2 separate regions of the Lactuca sativa genome follow, and region 1 is linked to region 2. Evidence: chromatin contacts called from public Hi-C data. All regions are on one chromosome and are shown on one strand. The core of a region is the stretch at or near the end of the contact, and the rest is flanking DNA. Distances in the headings are between cores, read along the strand shown.

Region 1 (2,700 bases), core at 165-2,664, 150 kb after region 2:
ATAATGTTAATGACAATATTTAATTTAATTAGCCCGAGTTAAGACTCGGTGAGGTGGTCAATGAGTGAGTGAGTAGGAATCAATGAGTTGACTAGGCTGAGTCAAGATCTTCTCCGATATACACTAGAAACTAGAAATATTTACCTTGGATGTGGCGACCCTTTAATCGGCTTTTGGCCGTACTTCCTCCAAGAATAATCGTCCGGCGGTATATCAGCCATCTTCATGCTTATCGCCGGCACTCTCACGACCCTCTTCATCCTTGATTTCCTATAAAAAAAAATTCAAGTGTAAAGGTTAAATCCAATTAATGAAATAGCATACTGTAACACCCAGATTGAGACAATCGTGGTTAGAAGTTGTATGTTTAAAAGGAGATCGGAGTTTAGTACCTCTTTTTGGAACAATGGCAACGACCGGAAGAATTAGTGCATTTTGTGTGAGAATCATCCACCGAGTTACATTTCCTTTTGAAAGAAGAAGTCGACATATTCGGCTGGCCCGCGGAAGAAACCTGTGAAAGGTTCGTGATCTGAAATCCAGAAGACATCGACGGTTGTAACCCATCGGTGTCTCCGGTCAACGATGACATAAACGAATTCGCCGGAGAGGCTGCAGCGGCGGCGAAATTGATGGTGTTGGTAGGAACATCCTTCCTATCAAAGGATCCCGATTTCGCCAGATGGATTTGGGGAAACCGCTGCTGAATCGGTGCCGTAGAAGAATTTACCTTCTCCGCCGCCGCTACAACCGTCTGATTGTATTGCTGGCTGCTATTTCCCGCCGTCGGAGTGAATGCCGACTTTTTCTCTAATACAACAGGTGGATTCGAAACAGGTCCACGTCGGAATCGGGCGTGACCAGTGGAAGTCCGATCGAGAAGAGAGATGAATTTCTTAAACCTAGTGACAGCGACATCGGCGACAGCTACGTAATCGGTGGTTGAAGAAGCATCGCTAGTACCGGCGGAGTACGACGGTTCATGGTGGGATTGGGATGAAAGTAATCCGATTAGATTCTCAAGGCTCTTAAGCCCAGCGGCGCCGGCTTCACGGACGGCGATTTCTTCCATTTTACCATTGAAACTATTGATTCTGATGGAATTCATGAGCTCAACAGCCATATCAGATCAAAAACATTGATCAAAACAATGGACAGTGGTTTCGATGGAGAAAGGGGTAATTTAATTAGGGATGGAAGAGAGTCAAAGAGTTGATGCGGTGGGTGCTATCTAGTAAAATGACCAAAATATCCTTGCTCGTCTATCTGCAGTCAAAGGTTGAAACCAGTAATCGGTTTACACGTGTAGAAATCTTGGGTGGCGAAAATGTCAGAGATTGACCGTAACGTCATGTGTGGCCCAGGGTTATGTTTTTTAGAGAAGACCATGGCAACGGTGCAGATTTTAATAAAAAGTCAAAAACTACTCACATTCGTTGGATTGTTTTGCCTTCTAAAAAAAAAAAAAAAATAATCATATTTCATCTTAATTATTTATTTATTATTTATTTATTATTTTTTTATATTTATACTTATTAACGAAAGATGGAAAACAGTGAAAGCCACAAAGGTTACAATGCACTATGTATAAAATGGCTATTTTTTTTCCTTTTATTAAAAATGGTCATCATGTTACTTTTGTAAGCATACATTTTTTTTAATGTGTACTGATGTCTAAATCTAGAATTAACCCATTGAGAATAGTCAATTATATAGAATAGTCAAAATTCAGAATCATTTCATTAAAAATCTATATTATGTTCAGTTTTGTCAAATAGAAATAAAATGAAAATATAATTTATTTATTTATTTTCCTTTGAATTTTGATTTTTTTCCTGTTCGATAGCATTTTATTGTGGTGTATGTAATGTTGTGATCTGAAAGAGTAAATTACACGAATGGTCCCTATGGTTTAGGGTAATTTGCGTGTTTGGTCCCTAACTTATTTTTTAACTTGGAAGGTCCCTACTGTTTGTTTTTGTTACGCGTCTGGTCCCTGTCTCACCTAAAAATACTATTTTGCCCTTGATTTTTTAACTTATTTAAATAAACACACCCCAATCCCAACCCCCTCACATTACCCTACCTACCATATCATTTTTCCCTATTTAAATAATAGTCTTTTTAGGTAAGACACAGACCAAGCGCGAAACAAAAACGAAAAGCAGGGACCAAATGCGTAACAAAAACAAACATTAGGGACCTTCCGAGTTAAAAAAAATAAGTTATTGACCAAATACAAAAATTACCCCAAACCATAAGGACCAATCGTGTAATTTACTCTAAAATTAATCATTTAATACATAGGTCTCAGGTCTCACAACTAGTTTTTATTTCACAAAACTGGACATAATACAGGTTTTCAAGGTTAATTTCTAGATTTTGACTATTCCAAATAATTGACCATTCTCAATGTATTTTCTAGATTTTGACATCAAATACACATGAAAAACTTTTATGGATACAAAAATAATAAGAGAGAGAGAGAGAGAGAGAGAGAGAGAGAGAGAGAGAGAGAGAGAGAGAGAGAGAGAGAGATGAGAGAGAGAGAGAGAGAGAGAGAGAGAGAGAGAGAGAGAGAGAGAGAGAGAGAGAGAGAGAGAGAGAGAGAGAGAGAGAGAGAGAGAGAGAGAGAGAGAGAGAGAGAGAGAGAGAGAGAGAGAGAGAGAGAGAGAGAGAGAGAGAGAGAGAGAGAGAGAG
Region 2 (2,841 bases), core at 195-2,694:
TTTTTTCCATTTAAACAACCAAACACACTATGGAATGGAAACTCTTATTCCAATTCCATCGGATTCTACCGGAATCCACAGACTAATCATGCCCTTATGTCTTCCAAGCTCAAATTTTCATCAACAATCAGCTGAAACCCGCATACTACAGATCTTTTCATGAAAGTTGTATATGGGATTTATATTGGTTTATTATTTGCAGATGCAAATTCAATTCGCTTTAAGAGATGTTCTATTACACCTAAAACCATTACATGTCAATATCATGAAAAAACCATGAAACTGGATCTCACCATTTACACACGGCCACACCAGAATGCATAGTGTTCATCCCTGCGATCATTGCTAACAAGGCCACCACATTGTACACACACAAAGCTACTGCCATCAGAGAATGCATCCACCATGATCTGTTTTCTCCCGGTCTCTGTCAGTATAGAAGTGCCGCCAGCATCTGGTTCAATAGATGGGTGGTTGGTGGTGGTAGTGGTGGTGGTGGTGGTAGTGGGGATTGCAGGTAAAGCTTCTTCAATTGCACATTCAGCAAACAATGAAGCTAGCTCATCAGCGGCCCTTTCATTTACTCTGTTTCTGTAGAGTTCATTAGCTCGATTTAGGGTTTGAACAGCAGCTGCTTCTCCTCCTTTGGCTCTCATTGCAGTCAACACCTGTAAAATTAAACATATCATCTGGTTTTAAGATAGTTGATGTCATATCATTATCAAACAACTCTGAAGGCAAATCATGTAATGAGTTTAAGATGAACACAAGAAAATCAATGCAATTAGAACCAAATATAAGGAACCGATCGTGGAGGAAAAAGAAAACTTCGATTCAATAGCATCGAAGCAAGTTCAAGTGCTTTGCTTCCTCTATTCTATCGAAAACCTAGATTTTGAATTTGAAGTTTGATCGCCGTTTTGCGATAAACAAAACAAATGCATTGATATTGAATTTTTAATAAGTATTACAAATTGGATCATGTAGGTTGAGGTTTAGCAACGGAATCATTACGAAATTTCTTTCCGATCACATCAACAAGTCAAAATGTAGGTATGTTCAGAACAGCTGGCATTCGAATCAGATAAAAAGGGAAATGAAGTAACAATAAATTATAAGAAACAAATGAAGTGGTGATAGTGTAAGAATTACCGCTTGAAGAGCTTGAGAAGGCTTGCCCTGATCAATGAGTTGGCGAGCTACTGTGAGTAATCCTCTCGCAATTTCAATTTGCTGGGAGACGGAGGAAAGTTCGGGGGTTCCTGGTGGAACTGGTGACGAAGATGTCACCGGAGCATCGGAATCCATCATATCGACGTCCTTAGCATCCATGGCATTATCTCCAATTTCGTTTCAGTATCAAATGATTCTCAAGTGTGTTATGTGGCTAGGTTTTGTTTTTGGGTTCTTGTGCATATGTTCTTTTGCCTGATACCTTTGAATTCTATATATATATTTTCAATAACGCCCCCTTTAAAACAGCCTATCTTTGTTTTTTCTTTTTTCCTTTCTCCAAAAATACCCTATATGCTTCGGAAACTGTCTCTATCATCCTCTTATTTAATCATATCTTTTAAGTTTACTTGCATCTTCTGTTTCTCTATTGATCATTGAAGTTATTGCTTTAGACTTTAATTTCTTCCTTTACCCTTTTTTTTTTTCAACACTCATTTTTTGGTTGATACAATGAGAAGAAATCATTCTATCCCAGATTGTTGCAGTTTTTTTAGGAACACATATCCATGGTTAGATCCTGGTGTTTTTGTTGTAATTGCTTTTGTTGCTATATTTTCTTTCATGTATTCAAATAAGCATCAAAATCCAACAATAGTATCAACGGCTTGTGTTCATGATTATTTACATAGCAAAAAATTATTTTTTGCTTGAAATCAATGAGGTGTGATCTTATACACACAAAAAAGAAATTATATGCATGATATATACACATCGAAATTTAATGGTTTTAAATAATAATGATTTATTCTCATTCAGTGAGATGGAATTTTTGTTTATTATGTTTCCCAAATGTTTTAATTCATTTGTATATATTGTTTGGATGGGTTTTGAATGAAAATCATACAAATAGTTATATGGAACTTGCTTATATGTTTATGTTGTGTCATTTGTTTTTAATAACATAATAACAACAAAGATTAATTATCTTAAGTGTCAAATTGTATATAAATTGATTTTAATTAAAACATTATTTAAAAGTATGATTTCTGTAAACACCGCCCCTTGAGCTTACCATGCCGAGCTTGGCAGCCAACTCCACATAAACTTGTCACTTTCTCTCCTCTGTTGCCACGTTCTCTTTTTTCCTTTCTCCCCTACTTGGCATGACAAACACTGCCCATTTTGTATGAAAAAACTATAGGAAAGCGTGGCAAAATGAAGTGGAGCTCTGCATCTTCTACCACCAATCCTGTGAGCCTTAGTAATCATGAATCATTGTGAACTCGTCAATAGAATGTCCAAAAGTTATCTTATAATCAAATAAAACCTGTAAGTGAAGCCAAATAAATGGGTGTTAAGAAGTAAATGAGTTGCTTCGTGCTCGTACATTTGTCAACCAAAAAAATGAGTGTTGAATATGAAAAAAAAAGTAAAGGATGAAATTAAAGTCTAAAGCAAGAACTTCAATAATCAATAGAGAAAAAGAGGGATGCAACTAAAATTAAAAGATGTGATTAAATAAGAGGAAGACAGTGACAGTTTTCAAAGCATATAGGGTATTTTTGGAAAAGGAAAAAAAGAAAAAACAAGATAAAATAGCAAGTTTGGTCCCTGTGGTATGTCAAAAATTGGAGGTTTGGTCCAAAATGTATTCGAGTTGCACCA

Evidence for each region. Hi-C and Micro-C count contacts between places; a contact is called where the count stands out from the background.
Region 1: a Hi-C map of leaf shows a contact between it and region 2, with 4 times the contacts expected there. The contact joins the promoter of LOC111876165 here to the promoter of LOC111876167 in region 2. A contact is called at or near these places in 2 of 4 Hi-C or Micro-C datasets (bud and leaf).

The regions. Positions count from the first base shown.
Region 1 is chr1:27,876,500-27,879,199 of Lsat_Salinas_v11, forward strand. LOC111876165 (probable WRKY transcription factor 7) reads right to left here and starts at 1,415. Exons shown (of 3, transcript XM_023872690.3): 1 at 393-1,415; 2 at 145-270. The coding sequence starts at 1,123.
Region 2 is chr1:27,730,260-27,733,100 of Lsat_Salinas_v11, forward strand. LOC111876167 reads right to left here and starts at 1,445. Exons shown (of 2, transcript XM_023872692.3): 1 at 1,153-1,445; 2 at 95-668. The coding sequence starts at 1,332. The coding sequence ends at 297.